3 separate regions of the Sus scrofa genome follow, and regions 2 and 3 are each linked to region 1. A link is a contact called in public Hi-C and HiChIP or PLAC-seq data. All regions are on one chromosome and are shown on one strand. Each heading gives the region's core, a stretch centred on a gene start, on an enhancer-like site or on the middle of the called end of the contact. The rest is flanking DNA. Distances are from core to core; before and after follow the strand shown. Region 1 has its middle 14 kb from the start of CAPNS1. Region 2 holds the start of SDHAF1 (succinate dehydrogenase assembly factor 1, mitochondrial). Region 3 holds the start of ZNF565 (zinc finger protein 565).

The links. A called contact is a pair of places that touch in the nucleus more often than the background predicts. HiChIP or PLAC-seq counts read pairs in DNA pulled down with a chosen protein or histone mark.
Region 2: an H3K27ac HiChIP or PLAC-seq map of alveolar macrophages shows a contact between it and region 1. The contact joins the promoter of SDHAF1 here to the enhancer-like site in region 1. A contact is called at or near these places in 2 of 5 promoter capture datasets (fetal liver and liver), 3 of 47 Hi-C or Micro-C datasets (embryonic fibroblasts, retroperitoneal adipose tissue and skeletal muscle) and 2 of 2 datasets of contacts at active chromatin or transcription factors (alveolar macrophages and skeletal muscle).
Region 3: a Hi-C map of embryonic fibroblasts shows a contact between it and region 1, with 1.8 times the contacts expected there. The contact joins the promoter of ZNF565 here to the enhancer-like site in region 1. A contact is called at or near these places in 1 of 5 promoter capture datasets (liver) and 4 of 47 Hi-C or Micro-C datasets (alveolar macrophages, embryonic fibroblasts and liver).

What each region holds. Positions count from the first base shown.
Region 1 is chr6:45,495,654-45,498,833 of Sscrofa11.1, reverse strand. No RefSeq gene overlaps it. Among named protein-coding and RNA genes, the nearest start is that of CAPNS1, 14 kb to the left of the region's middle. Within about 2 kb of position 1,578, at least 54 of the 83 cell types and tissues checked have an H3K27ac peak or open chromatin away from gene starts, as enhancers often do. A contact at or near this core is called in alveolar macrophages, embryonic fibroblasts, fetal liver and 3 more, where this site is marked.
Region 2 is chr6:45,373,022-45,376,201 of Sscrofa11.1, reverse strand. SDHAF1 (succinate dehydrogenase assembly factor 1, mitochondrial) reads right to left here and starts at 1,488. Exons shown (of 1, transcript XM_013998366.2): 1 at 1-1,488. The coding sequence starts at 859. The coding sequence ends at 509.
Region 3 is chr6:45,575,328-45,578,507 of Sscrofa11.1, reverse strand. ZNF565 (zinc finger protein 565) reads left to right here and starts at 1,542. Exons shown (of 6, transcript XM_021097171.1): 1 at 1,542-1,652. It overlaps ZNF146 (zinc finger protein OZF), which reads right to left. Exons shown (of 7, transcript XR_002345320.1): 5 at 1,412-2,204.

The DNA of each region.
Region 1 (3,180 bases), core at 329-2,828:
CAATAGGGATACCTGGGCATCCTTGAGAACTTCTCAGGGGGTCTTTGAAGTTAAAACCATTTTCCTAATAATACTAAGACTTTTCCCCCTTTCCCACTCTTATTCTTTCATGAGTTTAAAGGGTTTTCCTGAAATTATATGCTAATATTCAATAGTTTGCATGCAGAAGCACATATGAGAATCCTTATTCCACTGAGCTATGAGGGAACTCCTCAAAACAGTTATTCTTTGTAAAAAAAAGTTTGTTAATATTGTTAACATGTAATAGTTTATTATTTTTTAAATGAATGTTTAATACTTTCAATTTCCAATGTGGTAAATCTCTACAGCTATAACCCTCATAAACAAAAACTCTTTGAGGTCCTCAATAATTTTTAAGAATGTGAAGAGGTCCTGAGTCACAAGTTTGAGAGCCTCTGGTCTAAATGTCAGCTATCATTGCAGTACCTGTAAGCTGAGGTGAAGAGTTGCCTCTTGAGTTTAGCAACAAGGAAGGGCTTTAGCAATAAAAAGACGGTTTTGTTTGTGTGGAGTTAGAAGGAGAGGGTTGCAGGGAGGACAGTATAGACAGCTCTTTCCTGAAGGGTAGCTGTGGTTTTTATATTGTATGGATCAGGCTGACAACACAATAATCCAACATTGGATCTTAACATCACAAAAAGACAACCAGATGGTACACGCCTCCTGATGGAAAAACCCAACACCACCCATAAAGTACATTTATCCTAAAATTGAACCTGGATCTGATCCAGTTTTTGGATCAACCAGTTTGTAGGATACATAGGGATAGAGAAATATATTAAAGGACAGCAAGGGCTACAACTAGCCAAATTAGATGGTTGGAAATCCCACAGGAAAATGGAGAAGAAAGGGAATTGTTGTAGAATAATAGACGTAGAGCGGTATCAGCCAAACGCTGTGCACGAACCCTATTTGGACTGATTAGAACATGACAACAGTAAAAAAACACGGAACAAACCGAGGACTTCTGAACACTGACCGTATATTAGATGATACTAAAGAATTACTGCAATTTTTGTTAGGTGTGATGAGGACCCCTTATCTTTTAGAGATACGTAAAAACAGAACCATTTCTGGATGACATGATACGTTGCCTGAAATATGATTTAAAATAAGGGGAGGGGGGAGAATAGGAGGAGAACCAGAAAAACTGAACATTAGCCACACGTTGAGAATTACTGAAGCTGGTTGATAAGTAAGAGGGGAAAAACGGCTATTTTTTTTCCCTTTAAAATGGGAGCCTTGACCCAGCTAAGAGTTGACCAGGAGCCCGAGAGAGTGGCCAGTTGAAATGCAGGAAAGCAGGAGGTAGGGAAGATGAGCTACCCGGCCCGTGGAAGGAAGCGAGATCATTGGGTTCTTTTATAGCCAAGTCAGCTCTAGCGCCCCCGACTCCAGGACACTGGCTCTCACTTTCTGATTCAGCCGTGACCCGTTCGCCCGGCCTCCCCGCGCCTGCGCACGCCTGCCCTCTGCGGGGGAGCCAAACCCCTTGACCCCACAGTTCCCCCAGAGGAAGGCAGTTAAAACGTCCACTTTTATTTACACTTGACCTAGGGGAGAATGAGGGTGTCGCATAGTTTCCTGGGAAATGTAGTTCGCGGGTCAAGCTGGGCGACTCCGCCCAACTCCAGCGAAACCACGCGTCTCACAAGGCACCGCGCGCGGCGCTCGGAGCGGTGCGCTGCTGCCCTCACGTGGCAGCCTAGTGTCCGGGGTAGTGGGAAGGCGAGGGGTCTGAGGCTGCAGGGACCTCGGAGACTAGTTCTGTCCTAGGAACCCCTTTCCTAGAGGGTGGCCCAGACTTAGGCCAGTAAAGATGGGAGGGGGGAAGGGAAAACGGTGAAGACATTGGGGACAGGACCTGCTGTGAGGATTAAATGAAGGCAGCAACTGTTGACTGTACAAAGGGTGTCTTTTCTTTGCCGTTTCTTGGGCCGCTCCCGAGGCATATGGAGGTTCCCAGGCTAGGGGTCGAATCGGAACTGTGCTGCCGGCCTCCGCCAGAGCCACAGCAACTGGGGATCCGAGCCGCGTCTGCAACCTACACTACAGCTCACGGCAACGCCGGATCGTCAACCTACTGAGCAAGGGCAGGGATCGAACCCGCAACCTCCTGGTTCCTAGTCGGATTCGTTAACCACTGCGCCACGACGGGAACTCCTACATAGGGTGTTTTTATACCTACAATTAATACAGTGTTTCTTGTGTGCCTGGCTCTGAATTTAAGTGCTTTACATGTATTAGCTTATTAAATGCTCACAACAGTCATTTGGAGTAGGTACTACTTTTTTTTTCTTTCTTTTTTTTTTTTTGTTCTTTTTACAGTCACACCTGCAGCATATGAAATTTCCTGGGGCAGAAGTTAAATTGGAGCTACAGCTGCAGCTGCAGGCTTTTCGCCACAGATCTTTAAACTACTGAATGAGGCCAGGGATCAAACTGCATCCTCATGGACACTGTTGGGTTCTTAACCTGCTGAGCCACAATGGGAACTATAATCCAGGTAACTATTATTGGCCCCAATTAATAGAAATGAAGCTGAAACCCAGAGAGAAGGAATACTTGTTCAGTGCCCCAGCTGGTGAGTGGTAGAGCTGGGGTTTGACCTAGGTTGTCTGCCTCCTCCTAAGGTTATACCACCTCTTAACCCATTGCATTATCCCAAGTTTGTAACCAGTACAGGAATGAAATCTAGTGGGCTGTTAGTGTGTTGTATTAGCAGTTTAGCCCAGCTCTTGGACAAGGGTTGCATTCAGCCTGAATTTATGTTTAGCACTGGGATCTAGTTTCCGATCAGCATGAATCACCAAACGGATGACTTCAGGCCTACAAAGCCCTGTCCACTTTTGTTCACTTAACTCCTAGTTACATCTCCTCCATCCCACCCCTTTCCTCACACCAGCACCACCTGGCAGATTGACTGGTCTTGTTCTCCCTTCCCTAACTGCCAGCAACCTTATTCATGATGAAATACCACAGTTAAAGGGGGGGGGGGGACGTTTGGTAATCACCTGTTTGTCTGCCTTCAACTCCCAAGGCAGTAGTGTGTTCAATTCATGAGTGTGTTCCCAGCATCAAGCTGGACATACAGTGGGGGTGGGGAGGGCTCAAAAAATGTGGCAAAAGAGCACTGGGCATTCACTGTCTTCCGTCTGC
Region 2 (3,180 bases), core at 239-2,738, 120 kb after region 1:
GGGGTGAAAGACCCCTAGCCCCTTCCTCACTGGTCCCAGTCTGTAACAACGGGGGAAAGATTTTTCTTAAGGAGGATTCCAGGCTTTTCACCGTCCACCAGGACATCTTCCCAAACTCCTCAGCAAAAAGTCTGCTCTTCTAAGAGTTAAATCCAGGAGAGTCTCCTTGAGGAACCAGGAGTGATACGTTCTCAGGCGTCAAGAGAAGGCGTCTCGGTCTTTTTCCGTCCAACAGCGGGGAGTCCCGGCTCCCCAGGCCTTGGGATAAATAGCTCTCAGCCTGACAGTCCAGTCAGCGGGCGACCCAGGCCGCCCCGAGCCGTGAGCAGGCAAGGTCAGGCATCTCTCGCCATCTGACCCGTTGCCAGGAGGGCTCTGCAACTCCCCCAATTTGTCGATCCAGTCTCTCAAGCCCTTTCACTTTCCATCAAGCGTGTTTCCTGGGCCTCCCAGGCAGTCAGGCGGGCCCCCCAGTTCCCCTGAGCCATCGAGCGAGCCCTTTAGCCGGTCACCGTTCACTGGACGGGGTACCCGGTGCCCCCATGCTGTCCAGCGGTCTCTTCGGACCTTCACCAGGCGGGGTCCCTGGGGCCTCGGCGCCGCAGGACTCCTCGGTCGGGTCACGCGTACGCACGAAGGCGCCCATGGCCGTGGCGTGGCCTGAGCGCAGCAGCTGGAGCTGCCGCCGCCCGCGGCGGTAAAGGTACTCGATACGCAGTACGTCAGAGCGTGGCAGGCAGGCGTGCTGCCGGAACTCGGCCCGCACGCGCGCCTCGGCCCCTGGCTTCCCACGCCCGGCGCGCAGCAGTTCGCGGTACAGGCTCAGAACTTGCCTCTGGAGCCGGCTATGTCGGCTCATGGTAGCAGCTGGGTCCAGGGCGCACGCCGCGAAACCCCACCAAGCGGCGCCTCAGCGCACTCGGGAGACGCGGCAGAGCTCGGCAAAGAGCACTTCCGGCGCCCGCCTCCTGCTTTACGGCGCCGTCGCGCCCCATTGGCTGTCGCAGCTGTTAGGTCACAATGCTGTGAGTAAGGGGCGGAGCTGCTGACCCCAAGGGAGAATCATGTCCTTGAAGGGACGGTAGTTCTGAGGGCCCGGAGCAGGAGCGCAGTAGGCGCTCAGACTCTTAGGTTTGGGGTCAGAAGGGAGCAGGGGATCCTGACTTACTCTTGGGTCCTGCGAGAGGAGAGATCTGGAGGTCGGGACTCGTGTGTCCCCCCAGGGCGCGAAGGGGCACTGGGAGAGAGAAGACAGGCACAGGCATGGTTTAGTCCTCATTTATTAAAGCAATCTCGGGAAGTTCCGGGCGTTCCCACCCCCAAAGCGGGTGTACGTCGAGGACCCCAACCCTAGGAACGCGAGAGGCTCGGGGTCACGCGATGAAGTGTTGGGTCACAGCTGGCGGGACAAGCCTCCCGGTGCTGTGGGAAGACGAGCATAGGGAGATGATATAGGTTGCAAGCCTCCAAAGGTGGGGCTGGGAGTTGGGCTGCTAGCGCCCTCTGCCGATGCGAGTCGGTTCCCGGGGTAGGAGAGGGAGGGACCTCCCCAGCTATTATAGCCCGGAGTCCAGCCTGCCTGAAACCCGTCGAATAGGCTGCCCGAAATTCCGTTGTACGCCCCACAGGCTACTTGGAGGCGTCCTGGTAGCTCTGGGAGGCCTGCAAGGCCACGGCCCCCTAGGGCCCTACCAGCACCCTGAGCGTGGAGGACTACTGGACAATAACCAGAGCCCTATGCCCAGCGTGCGACCACCTCCTGCACACCAGCTACTCGAACTGCACAGCACGAGGCGTGGGTTCCGCCAGAAGGGAGGCGGGTCGGGGGCGGGAATGAGGGCCGGAGTCCAGGAGTAGCACAAGGGAAGATCTGAAACCCACTGTGAATCCCTCTGGTGTCACTATCAGAAATACATACCCAGGTCTTTGCTAAAGGAATAAGGCTGGGATTTGCTTTTAAAATCCTCCAGCACAAACAAAAAGAGTGGGAGGAGACGATGAAAGCAAGCATGGCAAAATATTTGTAACTGTAATGGCGTTTCATAACACTAGTCTCTCCTTTTGTGATGCTTGGAATTTTCCATAATAAACACTTTCTTAGGAGAGCTTTAGAGAAAAAAAAAAAAAAAGCCTCTGGAACCTATCACATCTCTCTCACCTGTGTCTTCATAATCTAATATCTGTTTACCGAGCACATATTCAAGGCCAGGCACTGTTCCAAGCGCTTTAATATTTCATTTATAAGATTATGTATGACAGTATTGTTAATAAAATATGCAATATGATGCAATTGATATTTTAATATGCTGTCACCTAATTTGTTTTATGTAATATGTTTATTTGAAAACAGTGAATATTTAAAATAGTTTATTAAACATTTCAATTTTTTTTTTTTTTTTTTGTCTTTTTAGGACTGCACCCGTGGCATATGGAGGTTCCCAGGCTAGGGGTCAAATCGGAGCTGTAGCCACCGGTCTACGCCACAGCAACACCAGATCCGAGCCACATCTGTGACCTATACCACAGCTCACAGCTACACCCAATACGTAACCCACTGAGTGAGGCCAGGGATCAAACCCACAACCTCATGCTTCCTACGCAGATTAGTTTCTGCTGCGCCACCATGAGAACTCTGAGGTGATGCTGTTTCTCATCACAGGATTTCAGGTTTGTTTTCCCCTTCCTTATGACTACTGTCCATTTTGCTTGCTCAGATCCCAATTCTCCTGCTGCTCTCCTGCTTCCAAGTTCCTTGAGGAGCCACGCTTCCTCCACCCTGGCATCTCTCCCTGCTGGATTTGTGCTTCAGGGAGGTAGGGGAGACTCTGTGCCCTCCCACCCAGGGCTAGAGACCTCTCTTACAGGGATGTAACATCCGTTGTGGCAGCAGCCACAGTGGTCCTGGGACACACAGGGTCACCCTCCCAGCCCTCATGGCATCAGGTGGAAAAGAGGGCAAGGCTGAGAGGCAGGACACAGCCCCCATGATTGGTCCATGCACAGATGCTATAGTGGTTTCGGGTAGGCAAGTCAGGGCTGCAGGTGGATGGCTCAGGACTCCGGTTTCCCTTTCCAAGCCCATGGCCTCCTGCCCCTCGTCAGGCTCGCTTTCCATTGATGTTTCCCAACCTCACCACCTTTGCAATTCCAGTTCCCTGTCCCTTGGATGTCCCTCCGACA
Region 3 (3,180 bases), core at 293-2,792, 80 kb before region 1:
ATTGTATATTTATTTGTTCACATCTTATGTTACCCCCGAAAGCAGTATTCTAAAGTTCTTTTCCAATAGTTTTAAACGTTTCTTAAATTTACTCCTCGATTTTTAAAAGACAGTTCGTGTAAACAGTGGTCTTCTACTATACCTTCTACCTGACTGTTGTTTATTTGAAGGCTACTGATCTACAGACACTGATTTGGTAACCAATTATTTAACTCTCTTATTATTTAAAACCTTGAAGGACAACTGTGGGTTATCCTTAATAATAGTATCTCCCTTTCTTCACAAAACCCATACAACCTGAGAACACTTCCACGCATTTAGGAGTTAGTACACCTAACTAGTTCGGATTCATGGATAAACACTGCAGCAAGTTTGTTTGTTTTTTTTTTTCCCCAAAGAACGAGGATAACTGTGTTTATCCTAGAACCCCAGACCCTTGACTTCCTAGTACTCTGCTTTCTGCGATATGTTGACACTACTTCTCAAAAGGTAACGCTGATATCTACTCTACCTAGGCTTAACAGCAGCCCTATTAAAGTTCCTCAAAGATCAGAATATTTGAGACCGTTTGAAACAGGGTCCCCATAACAAAAAGTTCCTTTGAAATATTTCTGCTTGTTTAAAAAAAAAAGCAATAAGTCACGATGATTTGCATTGTACCTAATTAATAAGAAATGTATTTTATAGAAAAGCATATTTTAAAATTAATTACCACTTGGTGCTTAACCCCCTTCCAATCTGCAAGTAAATTAGGTATTCCAGGAAGATGGCACCGTTATTATCAGCACTTTCGACAAGAGAAGTGCCGCTCGGACGTTATCTCAATGCCGGTCTCCCTCTTAGACGCAAGCCATACATACCCTGAGCCCAGTTTCTTCCTCAATGTTCTCAAACATTTAGTCTAACTTGCGGTCAAACTCAGGGTCACGCACACTCGAACCCTCCTCAGAGGCCCCCACCCCCACCCCACACGTAGACTAGAAGCTCTAAAACCCACTCCCCTTCCTCGCGCCGCACCCCAATAGATCTGGAATCCTTCCCCTCAACCTCCCCGACCCTATCGGCCCAAGACGTCCACATCCCACCTCCTATTTTCGCGCCACGTGGACCCAGGGGCCGGACTGACCCGCGGACAAAGACCAAAATGTCCACTCGGTATGCTGCGCCTGCGCACTCAGAGGGCGAGTGAGCACTCCCAGAAACCCCCGCGACGCAGCCCGCACGGTCACCGCGGCCAAGCCCAAGCTGGTGTCTGGTTACCTTCTATCAAAGCAATGCCGCTTTTCCGGCCTTGAACTACATTTCCCTTAATGCTTTGCGGGTCGACACCCAGTATCTCCTTCTGCCTTTCCTATACGAATGTTGCGGCCACGTCCTTTGATTATGAGGCTCTCAGGTCAAGTAGTCCTACCTTGGGGGGATATCAGCTCAAGCCTGGTGGACGTTTGGAGCTGGAACCCTCCTCTTTGAAGCAGTGTCATATAGGCCGAGCTCTGACTTTCTGGTTTGAGGACGCCATCATGTCTCTGGCTGGTCTGGTCCTGGACTACGTTTCCCAGAGTCCACAGCGGCCCAGCGTTACGTGTCTCTTGACGTCGTGGCGAGATCGTTTGCTCCGCCGGGACCCGGACGCGACCAAGGGGAGGCAGAAGGTGAGGGGTCTGGGAGTCTGGGGCGGGGACGGGGCGTGTCCAGAGCCTTGGGTTTGTGCGCGCTGGCGGGAACGGGCTGAGGATGCGCTATTTTGAATGTGTCTTTGTGTGTCATGGTGGTGAGTAGATTGTGTAACTGCGTTAGTGGTGTGATTGTGCCTGTGTATACGGGTGTGGAGGTGTCTATGATTGTGTAGTTGTGTCCTGTGTGTGTTAAGAGTGGATGTGTGGTTGTGTCCGTGTGACACTATTTTGTGCAGCACCAATTTTGTGGGTGTGAGGTCCCTGTGACTCTAGTGCTCTGACAAATTATAGCCCTGAACAGCGAGCATCTGTAACACCGAGATTGGGCATCTTCTGTGCCCTCCCTCCTCCTGTGTAGGACGGGTGGGCGATGACCCATTAAAACTGCCCTGGCTCCTCATGATTGCTTTTTCTTGACTCTTCTCTAAGACATACATTGAAAGGAGAAGGAAAGAACTATTGTTGAACATCCAGAAGCCAAGCTGTCCGTGCATCAAGTTTTCTTCTTCCCCTGAAACCCTTCTTTCTCTACGTGTGTTAAAAAAGCAAAACAAAAAATTCAGCCAAATAAACGTGAAAATTAATTGTCCTTATTTAACAGTTCATGAATCGGGCAGGATCCTATCTAGCAAACGGAGAGATACTCCAAGGAGATGTACAAAATCGAAAGTTTTCATAGGCAGTAGGAAAGTGGGGCAAGGAAGTTACTAGCAAAAGAAAAGAAAGCATTGTTTTAGGCCCGGTCACCTTTTAGGGGAGGGGAACGGCTAGGGTTTTATCATGCAAATTATCTCTCTGGTGCTAACCAGGAAATTCCAGATTGATTGTTTAAAGATTTAACACATTCTTGAGAAAGCCTGAAACTAGAAATAAGTCTTGGTTTGTTATTGTGGGGACAAATGACACCATTTGGGGCTTGTTATTTCCTTTCAACACGTGCTTTTCTTTCCTCCTTCTGAAACTTCTTACTTAACACAGATAAGACACCACCACCCTGCCCCGGGAGAAACTAGTGTCTGGTATTTGCCTTTGAGTAAATTTCTGAGTGCCATGAAGGTGAACTGAAGGACCCACACCCTCTTTGCTCCCTGCACACCTAATGTTCATCTACAATTTTTTAAACATTTGAATTGGCTTTAGATTTAAAACTGCTACAAAAAAAGATTTCTCCAAATACTCTTAACCCAGTTTCTCTATAGGTTACCATTTTACATAATCACAGTACATGGTCAAAATTAGATTAACACTCATATATTATTAATCACTAATCTACAAACCTTATTCAAATTTCATCGGTGTCTTTAGGGTCCTTTCTGGATAAGGATCCAATCCAGGATCATATATTGCCATTGATAATTCTCCTTAGTCTTCTTTAAACTGGCATAGTCACTTAAGTCTTTCCTTGTCTTCCATGACCTTGAGAACTGGCCATTTTGTAAATTCTGCAATGTAGTCTTCCTCAATTCGAGGTTGTCTGATACTCCATAATTAAATTCAGGTTATG